Linked DNA regions of Zea mays: region 1 is linked to region 2. The links are chromatin contacts, called in public Hi-C maps. All regions are on one chromosome and are shown on one strand. The core of a region is the stretch at or near the end of the contact, and the rest is flanking DNA. Distances in the headings are between cores, read along the strand shown. Region 1 holds the start of LOC105667212. Region 2 holds the start of LOC100526750.

Evidence for each region. Hi-C and Micro-C count contacts between places; a contact is called where the count stands out from the background.
Region 1: a Hi-C map of tassel shows a contact between it and region 2, with 9 times the contacts expected there. The contact joins the promoter of LOC105667212 here to the promoter of LOC100526750 in region 2. A contact is called at or near these places in 13 of 25 Hi-C or Micro-C datasets (ear, endosperm, leaf and 3 more).

What each region holds. Positions count from the first base shown.
Region 1 is chr1:235,835,133-235,841,033 of Zm-B73-REFERENCE-NAM-5.0, forward strand. LOC105667212 reads left to right here and starts at 2,273. Exons shown (of 6, transcript NM_001308029.1): 1 at 2,273-2,400; 2 at 4,008-4,075; 3 at 4,549-4,697; 4 at 4,779-4,835; 5 at 5,081-5,119; 6 at 5,387-5,783. The coding sequence starts at 4,008. The coding sequence ends at 5,571. It overlaps LOC103643444 (threonine--tRNA ligase, mitochondrial 1), which reads right to left and starts at 1,398. Exons shown (of 20, transcript XM_008666634.4): 1 at 973-1,398; 2 at 516-753; 3 at 286-345; 4 at 93-182. The coding sequence starts at 1,283.
Region 2 is chr1:235,669,154-235,674,913 of Zm-B73-REFERENCE-NAM-5.0, forward strand. LOC100526750 reads right to left here and starts at 2,946. Exons shown (of 3, transcript NM_001199030.2): 1 at 2,352-2,946; 2 at 1,549-2,203; 3 at 1-102. The coding sequence starts at 2,946.

The DNA.
Region 1 (5,901 bases), core at 1,023-3,522, 170 kb after region 2:
AAATGCATTGAAATAAATCATCTAGGTAGATAGTGCTCACAAAACAAGTTCACATAATAAGCTTAAATGATGAGTTAAAATTCAAAGCATACCGCAACAGCCTTTTTAGCTTGGTTTTCAATGACACCAAAGTGCTCCTCGTTTAATGTCAGCTCATTGTAGTAAGCATCATAGTAGAAACCCTTAACATGTCAGGTGGAATAGAAAGCAGTTCAACAACAGATAAAATGGCTACATTAACTTCATTAAGCTTTAAGGTGATTGATCCTCAGGTCATTTTCATACCTCCCCTCTTGTGGTGCAAGGCCCAATACACAGCTTGCAGCCATATGCTCTCTCAAGAGACTGCAAATTTACATCTACACTTAATGATAATTGAATTGAAAATGAATTACCACATACAATTATACAAATACTGAAACTCACTTGAATAACAAAATAGCATGAAGAATATGAAAAATGTTTAAATAAAAAAAGCATGCTCAAAGACATGAACAAGCGAAATGCCAACTCACTTCTCCAAGAATATGAGCACTTGAGTGCCAGAAGGTGTCACGGCCTTCATTGGTATCAAACTTGAACATTTGCAATTTGCAGTCACCTTCCAGTGGCCTCCCCATATCCCAGAGTGTTTCGTCCACTTGAGCTATCAAACAACTAGCTGCAAATCCACTTGATATCTCCTTAGCAATATCCATTGGGGTTGTTATCCATTTCTTCCCTTCTTTGATTGCACCATCAGGCAGAGTTATCCTGAAGGGCATGGCCCCAAACAATGGTTCAGAGTGAGAATCCATCAGCATTATGAGCAAGCAGACAACATTTGGTACAGCAAAAACTAACAGTCAGCTGTTCAATTTCATGGTGCCATATTATGAATTTCATAAGCTAAACCTAAGTGCAGATACTATGATTCACATGCCTGACTCTAATTCGACAATAACCTCGCAAGCAGACCGTTAGAGCACTCACTTGATAACTTCGCCGCCGATATTCAGCCGCTCGACGGCCTGCCTTGCCTGGATCTCCTCGAACAAGCGAATCCTCTTATGTGTGACGGCCTCCAGGTAGGAGTCGTCGCGAGCGACCAGGGCCGAAGCCTGGGCGGGGTGCTTGGCCTTCCCCTTCCCCTTGGCGTCCTTACCAGGAACGGAACCCTCACCCATCGGGTCGGACGCGGATTGGTGAAGGAAGAAGCGGGTAGGGTGGAGAGACAGTGGGGGAAGGACGCGGGAGGTGTGCTGCCGAACTAGCGAGAGGCCTCGCCGGAGGCACACTTGCATAAAGTGGAGTCAAGCGGATGCTGCGGCGTCGCGGGATATGGCACTCTCCGGTCTCGCCTATAGGTTGGGCGGGCGGGGTGGCCGGAGGAGAAAAATAAGTGTTTGTTGCTGACGTAGGCCGTGGCCCCGGTGGCCCAACAAAATTAACAGGACCGATTCCCGTGCTCGTTACGAAATCCAGGAACAAAATCTACTTCAGCCCAGCCCTCAGAATTTGGCCCATGAAACGCCAAGTGCTCGGCCTATTCGCTTACGCCCTGCCCTGTTCACCCAGTTTCTAAAAAATGTTTATAGAAATTGGGTCAATTTATAGAAATTAGATTTTCATTTTTTAAAAACTAAAAAGCTAGTCTCTTCTATCTAAAAAATAAAAACTAATCTTAAAAACTGGATTGCTTTTAAAAAAAAGCCTTAGCCGATGAACAAGAGAAATGCCTCCGCCTATGTGCAGTGGGCAGTGGCGTGGGCAATCGGGTGGTTTTTTTATTTTTATAATTCTTTTTAAAATCTTATATTTTAAAAATAAGCATATCTACTTTTATTTTTAGTTCTAACATTTCTAGCTGTGCTAACGCCCCTCACGTGGCGAAAATATTATCGTGTCATATGGATTGGTATAGTATGCTATGTCACAGTGGACAGCAAATTTTCTGGTAGAAAATCTAGCCCTACCATGCTTCTCAACGCGGGCGGTACCTTGAACGGCATGACAAAACTTTACCTTGAGTAAAGGTTCTTATGCTCTTGAGTTTATTTCTCTCTCACTCTCATTATAAGACAAATACTTTTATGTTTTAGCAAAATAAAATCTACTTATATGATGTATAATAATTGTAGCAATGGACTAGATGATAATAGAGTAGTACAAATGTTGCTAATATAGACAGAGCCTGCGGCACCCGTTCATCACAAATCAGACGGCCTAGAATCCCTCAGGGCTAAAACCCTAAACTAGAAATGGGTTCGCAGTGGGCAGTGGCAGCCAGCCAGTGAGCTAGCCTCCCGAGCCCTATCTATCCTTTTCTCGGCACCTCGCGGGTCTCCCGTCCGCCCCGTCCCGCATTCGTATCCTCTCCTCACTCTCGCCGCCGCCGCTTCCCCTGCGCCCCGAGCCAAGGTGAGCTCCCTATCTCCAGTATCGTAGCGTGAGTAGCTTCCTTCTCGCATCGAGTAGCGCTGTTTGGCGCGATTTTGTTTGGCCTAGGAGCTGCTGGATCTGCACGCTTGGCCCGGTTACGTACATGCGCGTTTGGACGATTTGAGTTGAAATCGGAGATTATCTTTGGGCTGTTTTATTGATTGATGTGTGGTCGGAACTAGTAGGAAAGCGCTGGTGCTTAGTAGATCCCATTTGTATTAGATTTGCTGTATTGTGCTCGGCGATAAGATGTACCGTGTTTCTTATTAATCACTTGATATGATGTTTAATAGCAGCAGCTGTGCTAGATTACGTAGCGTTGGACGAGTTAAGAAGTCATGGATTTAGTTTTCACACTGAGTGATACTGTGGTAGACTCATAGCATTTTGTCATTGGTAGCTGCTGCATGGATATCTCTACTAAATGAAAGGGCAGTTAGCTCCAGAGAAGTTAGATTAAGACCGATTTTCTAGTGGCTCCGGAGGTGTCTACTGCGTGGCTTACCTTATGCACTGCCTCTTCCATGTTTTTATTGCTGAAATAGCCAGGGTGCATGCACATTTTTATTGCTGAAATAGCTAGGGTGCATGTGCATTTTTATTGCTGAAATAGCCAGGGTGGATGCCATTGGTTGTCTGAACTGGTTACTGCTAGGCATTTTTTCTGTTTCTGTCTTCGGCTACTTATTTATGTCTCCATTTGGTTGGACTTCTAAACTTCCATTTGCTTTTGCAAAAACCAAAAGACTAGCCAACCAAAGGGGTGAAAAGCACTATCTGTTTTGGACTAAAATTGCTTTAGGCCAAAAACTGCCTCTACTCTAGTACAAAAATTAAAGCAGCTCTCCTGCTTTTACCTGGTGTGAAGGTGGGCAACTTTAAAAAATTATCACTTGTCACTCATTATGAAGATATCGGTTTGTTTTTTCTTCTTTCCTGTCTCCAACCTCTCCCGGCTTGTGAGACCTGAGACCGTGACCTCTTGCCGTGCGGTGTCTTCGGCTAATGGCAGTGCTCCTTCCTCTCCTGTGCTCGGCTCCGGCGACCTCTCCCTCTCTGGCCTCCCCGGGGCAAGGCCATTCCCTCGAGCATGCATGGCTTTGGCCCATGCCCTAGCAACGGGCATGGCCCTAGTCACCACGAGGGACCTCGGCTGCCATGCGGGTGAGCATGACCTCAACCGAGGATCCGTCCGGAAGAAGATGAAGCTGATGGACAGGGTCCGCCTGTCACTGTGAGAAGATGAGAGTAGTTTTTTGAAAGGCCACAACTGCTGGACCAAACGGCTTCCAGAGCCCGCAACTCACAACAGTTTTTTCAAAAGCCACAGCTCATCTAAACACACTCTATGTCGTGCCGCAACTTTGTATTCTGCCACTTTGTTTTGCTTCTTCCATGAACTTTTAGTCCATGTTATGACATTCAATGTTTGATTGCACCTTTTCTTTTTCTATGTGCAAATACGTTTTCTTTGATATCATAGTTTTTGGTTTCCGTTACTTCTTGACAGCTGTACTACATATTGGTTTTGTCTGCTGCCTTTACTGAACAAATTGTGTACTGACCTTTTTGTGTGTTTCATGCAGATGAATGTTGAAAAGCTCAAGAAGATGGCAGGTGCTGTGCGCACTGGGGGGAAGGGTAGCATGCGCAGGTGCTTATTTTTTTATATTCATCAAAGATGACATGTCAACATTTCTTCAGAGCTTTACTTTCTATTTAGTGTTTTGCTTTGTGTTAGCACGTACATTTCTGTTGCACTCACAACCTCTGAATAGATTGACTTATGTGGAGTAATTACTCTTTTGGTTTAACAGGATCATTTTTGCCAATTACTTTTGTTTATTTATGTATGCGTTTTTTTTGTACATGAACTTGCCTAAAAGAATTTATTATTTATGGTACTGTCTGCAGACTTATGCAATTATACCTGGTAATCAGCTATGATAAAAAATGGTAGCTAAATGATGTTATATAGTTCAAATCATGTTGTTCTACTCATGAACTTACTTAATCATACTCGTGCTGTTATATATATATGGTACCATTGCTGTCATATGTACGGTACCGGTCTAGGAAGTCCTGGATTCTTACTTATAAGTTATAACTAGCTTTGGTTGGTGGCAGGAAGAAGAAGGCAGTCCACAAGACTACGACCACAGATGATAAAAGGCTTCAGAGCACCCTGAAAAGAATAGGAGTGAACACCATTCCTGGTATTGAAGAGGTCAACATCTTTAAGGATGATGTTGTTATTCAGTTTGTGAATCCTAAAGGTAAGATACTCCAGACCCCAGTACTCAACAGGATTAGTACTTGACTTATTTTCTAACAATATTTTTTTTGTTCCCCTTCAGTGCAAGCTTCAATTGGTGCTAATACATGGGTGGTCAGTGGAACTCCACAGACAAAGAGTATGTTCTCATGACTTGCATTATCCGCTTAACTAGCTTCTGTTAAGATGCTACTCTGTTGTGCGCTGGTTTTCTACATAACTAGGTAGTAATGATGTCCCACAGTTCTGTCACATTGGCAGCTGGTGCTTTGTGTTACACATGCCTTGTCAATTTGAATTTTCAGGGAGAAAATAATTACAAACTTCTCTGAACTAGATTTGCACAACAGTATTCTTATGTTAGCATTTTTCTTATTTGAACAGAGCTGCAAGATCTGCTTCCGTCCATTATCAACCAGCTCGGTACGTTTTTCTTTACTGGATACCTATTGAATTCAAAATATGATAGATATGTCGTCTCTTTTTGTGTTCTGTATCCCCTCCTTTTCTGCTATATAGTACTTGAGAATTACTGAAATCTTATATGTATTCACGACCTGTGAGCTCCATAACTATGCTGTGCTATTTACGACCTGAAATCTCACAACAAGCTGTTCGCTTGGCTTTAATCCGAAATGGCTTCTACTGATTGTACAGTGTTTATACCTTTTAATTGTCCCTCCTGTGCAGGCCCTGACAACCTAGACAACCTGCGGAGGCTTGCGGAGCAATTCCAGAAGCAGGCCCCTGGTGCTTCAGGTGCAGAGGCTGGCGCCAGCGCTGGTGCTGCTCAGGACGATGACGATGACGTTCCTGAGCTCGTCCCTGGAGAGACATTTGAGGAGGCTGCGGAAGAGAAAAAGGAGTCGTCATGATTTTGCCACATGCCCGCCCTTTTGAAGGGCTTATAAGTAAATCCTTGCGTAGAAGGGACATGTTGAACTCTGACCTACCTTATTTGTGCCTGCTTACGGTTATGTCATGAACGAGAATTTGGTAGTCCAGCGCTGGTCCCCCTTTTTCACCCATATCCCCGTGCTTGTGTGGTAAAAGTCTTGTTAATGTTAAAGGCCACACTTAAACCAAATCAAGGTACCATGTCTCCGGTACCATGCTTCACGAAGATTTACCCCTAGGTACCATGCTTCACGAAGATGAATACCAGATGTCAGTTCACCTGCCATTTGTTTGCCTGGACTGTAGGA
Region 2 (5,760 bases), core at 1,696-4,195:
GGACCAGGGTTCGCGGACCTGAGGATGCCGACCACGTACATCACCGGGTCGTCCGCGGTGGGCCCGGAGTCCGGGATCACGACCGACGTGTTGGTGTCCCACCTGTCGTCAATCAAATCAAATAAAAAAAAAAGAAAGGATGAAGACAGCAACAAACAGTTTTTTAGAGCTTGCTGACGAGACGCTGTGAATTTCAAATAAGCGGTAGCAGGAATTTGTGTATGGGTGGTGTAGCTGACATTCTGCAGTTCAGCGTATTCTGACTCTCTCTCTCGAGAGAGAGACTTTTGGTTTAGTGGTTTTTCCTGAGGCAAGTCAGAGGTCTCTGTTGGGCCTGTAGATTATATATACACTAGTCCAGTGCGGTGAACGTGGAACTTTGGGTGACGACTTCATCTTTTGTTAAAGCTCAATCAGTTCAGAGTTGACACTGGGATGCGATCTAGCACATACACATATTTAAACCCCTTTTGCATCCATGTAAACTTGTCTAAATTTATTCGGAGGGTATGAACACATAACAAGACGCTTGTAACTGAATAACTTGTGCTATCGATTACAAGTTTACGACGTTGTTTGCACTTGTTAAAAAAATCTTTTAAGCCTAGTTTGGCAACCTCATTTTTTTTCTAGGAATTTCCATTTTCTTAAGAGTAATTAGTTCAAATTTTTTTTTGAGAAAATTGTGTTCCTAAACTAGCCCTTAGGTGAAAAAAGAAGAAAAACGAAGACTAATTCCAAAGCAGATCAGCTAGCTACTACTATGTTTTATAATTTCCCTGTCGCCACTCTCAAGGTTGATGCTACTGACTGATTGAGCTCATCTACAGTTTTAGCTGATTCATACAATGCTGATGATGACGCAGATGTGATGCTATCCGAGGGACCACTAGTACAAACACACGATAGAACAACCCATATTCGCCTCTATACGACGGCGTGGGTCCCACGAGCGCCTTTGCTGGACATAGGGAAAAAACAAACCAACATGCTAATTAAGCAAAAGGGATCTATCATCCCTAATGCACGCACGATAAGTGATCACTTTTCTCGTCACTTCGTCGTCATCTAAGGTAATGTTTGATTGTGAAGCCGGTTAGAATGAAGTGACTCCGTTCGAGAGAGAGAACGTTCCATAGAGAAAACGGCTCCGTCCAAAATATTTTCTAAAGATAAATGGTTCAATATTTAAATATATATTTTAAAGTCCCTATCTCCTATATAAAATCAATCTAAAAACAACAAATTAAGAGCGGGGCGGCTTCATATCCCGCTATTACTCGGAAACCAAACAGTACCCATGTCGTTACCACTGTAGGCAGCGCAAGGAGGCAACTTGCTGTGGATAATGCAAAGAAATGCTTGCTTGCCCAACTTGGACTTCTTGGAAGCTAATATGAAGTGAGAGGACGGTCGGAAGAGGCCGGGATTAATAAAAGCAGATAAGCTTGCTTTGAGAAAAGCCGAAAGTAGGCGTATCTTCATGGATGTACTACTACATAGCTTTTGTGTCATCATAATTATTATTATTAGAAGAGTGGTACTTACTTGTCTCTGAGGAGTGGGTAGATGAGGATGAGGCCCTGAAAGCTATCCGGCGAGACGTTGTCCATGAGCAGATCCCTGAAGCCAGCGACCCCGGGCTTGGGCACGAACATGTTGAGCCACGGGTGGTGCACCTCCTCCCACATCCCGGCGCTCCGCAGGCTCACCTCCTCCATCCTGACCCGGTTCAGGAAGTCCAAGTAGGACACCTCCACGCTGTACAGCTGGGACGCCATGTGGCTCATCCGCCTCGAGATGGCCTCCACGGCCGCCTGAGACTGCTTCTGGTAACCGTGGTGGTGGTGCACCGCGAACTCGACGCAGTAGTAGATCCTAGGGCTGCTCCTGGTGCCGAAATCCGGGCTGAAGTCCACGCTCGCGGGGAAGGCGATGGAGGAGCTGTGGAGGGACCGCTCGTTCAGGACCATGAACCCTTCCACGTAGTCCACCGAATCCGGAATCGACACCAGCAGCTCCTGGTCCCTGGTGAAGGCGCCCAAGTCGTCGTAGAAGGCCCTCACCCACGTCACCTTCTCCGGAGCCTCCTGCAGCAGGATCCTGGCCCTGGTTATGATGCCGAACTGGCCTAGGCCTCCCAGGACGGCATTGAACAGGTCGGCCTCCTTGCTGGGTGAGCATTCCACAATCTCCCCTCGTCCTGTTTGTTATAGAGAGAGAGAGAGAGAGAGAGAGAGAGAGAGAGAGGTTGTTTGTTGGTCAAGAAAGAGAGGCAGAAAAAAAAATCTGATCTTTGTGTTTCATCTATGTACCATGCATGCACGCATGCATGCGTGCGTGTGTCTCACCTGTGACTACCTCCAGCTGGAGGACGTTGCTGATCTGTGGCCCGTGCTTGAACGTCTGCCCGCTGATGCCGGCATTGGACAGCGTCCCGCCGACAGTGAGGTAGAGGTAGTCGGTCCAGGACCTGGGAGCCAGCCCAAGCTTCAGGCTCCGCTCCAGGAGCTCGATCCACAGAACCCCGCCGCCCACGTCGGCGTAGGAGGCACGCCCTTCGCCTCCCCCGCGGACGTGGTGGAACTCCATCTCGCCGGGCAAGGAGCGCGTCTCCACCACAATGCCGTCCGGGGCCTGCGCCTGCCCGTGGATGGAGTGGCCTGCCCCCCTGGCCGCCACCGTGACCCTGCTCAGCGAGGGCGAGCCGGAGAGGAAGCTGAGCAGCATGGAGATGTCCCTCGGCGACTGGGGCCTCAGCACCGCGGCCGGGGCGCGGAAGAGTATCCTGCCGAAGTCGCTGGACGCGGCCGCGGTGCTGGTGGTGGGGAGCAGGTTCAGGGGGCCCAGGTCCATGGGGCTCTGTATGAATTTGTACGGAGAGCAGAGGGAGATGACGAGGATCAGCAGGCTGGCTCTTGCGCTGACGACCATGGCAACCTCCATGGAGATGGGCTGAGCAATCTCCTGCAGCTGCTAGCTTCTTGCGTCTGTTACCTTTGTCTCACGTACGTGTGGGATTGTGATGGCGGCGGGAGGAGATCAGGTGATCATACTGCGTTATTCTTGCCCTTTGTGCAAAGGCTGAGGGATGAAGGAAAATGAGGGGAAGGGGTTGAGGGCTCTTAAAGGAGCAGGAGGGTGATTTGATTTTGAGGGAGGTTTTAAAAAGGGGGTTCATGTCATGAGGAGGTAAAAGGAAGAAGCACTAAAAGACCAAAGGCCACAGACCCAAAAAAGGCCACCATGTGATGATCTTCAGCCCTCGCCCCCTGTGACAAAGAATGCCTGAGGGCAGGACAGGGGAGCTGTGGAGGGCTCTCCTCTCTCTCTCTTCTCTCTCTCTCTCTCTGAGAAGTGAGAAGGGGAAGCTCTGACTCTGAAGCAGGCGAGCAGCATACATAAAGAGGACAAGCCTGAAGCTCTCTGTCCCTGCCAAAGGAAAAGGGCAAACACAATACTGTACAGGCCACGCTGGTCCCTGCACTCTCCTTTCTGTTTCGGAAGAGGAACTGTCCTCAGATGGAGGTCCATGTGATCAGCTGCCTCACTCCTCTCCCTATCAAGCCTCAAGTATTGAGCTCAATGAACACACACACACACACAAAAAAACAGTTTAAATATATAGCAAATGAAAAATGAAGCAAAAAATATCGTTCTCAGATTCATATATGAACCCGGCCGGGGAGCGAGAGGAAAGCAGAACCAACCATTTTTTTCCCGGCTTCCCCGTCGTTGCTCTAATCCATCTGAACAGTCTTTTAATGAGAGCCTATTACACCTGACCATCCTGGGTCCTCCTCCTGTTGCACTTGACAACCCATTCCTAGCTGGGCACAACACGGCGCTCACTCTAGAATCTAGATATACCAAATCTTTTGCAGGATTACTGTTGTGTAATACTGTTCAGAGGGCCCAAGACTCGATCACCCACAATGATTGGCCACCACTTAGGCCAAGGAGAAGGAGCCATGGACTGATTGTGTGGCTGGAAACCATGAGCTCTCTTGCAGCTAACAGGGCAAGGGTGACTGAGGACCTACTTCATTTGTTTATTCGGGATGGAATTCAGAGACCAAGAGATCCAATCATCGTCTAAGCGAAAACAAAATCCCACCTTTTTCTTTTCTTTCTCAAGGGCACCCGACACAATTAACTAAGACCTACATCTCGATCGATGATAAATAGTATATTGGCATCTAGTGGTTTGGAAAACAAAAGAAGACACAAACTTTTGCTGGCCTTAGGATGGCATGGCAAAATTTTGGTGGCATCTAAGCACTGTTCATATCTAATATAATACTCTACCCATTTTTAAATTATAAGATGTTTTATCTTTTCTAGATATACTACTTTTTACTATATATTAAGGCATAGCGATTATCTAAATATAAAATTAAACATATGTATGTAGAATATATAGTCAAAACGTCTTATAATTTAGAATTGGGGAAGTACCATTTTATACGCTCCCACAGGTTGCATCAATAATAGTATAGCTAATATTATTATATATTTGTCATGCATAAAAATGAATTGCCTAAGCAGCTAAGCTCACAAATGGTTTTATTAAGTTCTAAACGTTGGGTTTTCTTCGTATTGAAGCAATAGGGGCTGCAACAAGAGAATATAATCTATCTAGATCATTTAGCAATCCCAAGAATAGAATCCAAGAACAGTATGTGGTATCGATTTGTCCACGGACGGATGCCATATCAACACAGAGATACCTTCCAATATGCTGCCTCAGCACACCACCACAGGCTTCAAATCACGAGATCACGCAAACACAAAGTCGGTAGAGGACTAAAGTTCTTTTGGCGAAATCCTTACCAGGATGCGCATGCTCTCATGCAAGAAACGACGCCCCCAACCCATTGTTCGTGCAGCATAAAGTACGCCATGAGCTCGATTCTGATATAAACCCTAATGTCTGTTAGGTGGCTTAGAAAGTTCCTTGGAAAGACAAGCATGTGAATTGAAATGGGGTTGCAATGCTAACTGAATACTCAAAGGCACAAGCCTAGCTCATGTGCAAAGGATGCATCGTGCAATAACAAAATGCCTCGTTGCCGGTCGAGTGGTGGAGAGTACACAATGCAATCTTTCGCCAAGATTTGAGACCAATGCGGAATCACTTTCCTACTCTAATCCACGATCTCGTCCTTGTGGGGAAAGAGGGAAAAGGTGGCCCACTAACAAGTCTTTCGTAGATCTCCCTTTCTCTCCCCACTTGCAAGAACCCAGTGACCTCATGAGATCCCGCGCTGCCATTGATGAACGCAAATCTGTATGGAAAAGAGCAGGCACAACCTTTCCACTGAGCATCCCTTTAGTTTTTGGAACTACTTGGTATTGGGGGGATGGAAAGCCATGGCGTGGCGTGGCTGGGCCCAAGGAGATTCGGGCCGGCTTTATAGCCTCACGACTAGAGATGGCAATGGGGACCCGATCCCCGATTCCCCGCGGGGAATTCCTCTATTAGGGGATGGGGATGGGGAAGTTTCTTTCCCCACGGGGATGTAAATGGGGAAAAGTTCTCCCCCGACGGGTAAACGGGGACGGGGATGGGGAAGCATTCCCCATCCCCGTTCCCCGCGGGGACCCGTTAAACTTACATGTGACAATATTTTCATGTAATAGTTAATGATAAAAGTAAAGAATTACCTTGTCAAGAGATCACCCGTTGTACAAATACATTGCTTTTAATGTGCACATAATGAATTTTACATTTAACAATGTGTATAAGTGACAATATTT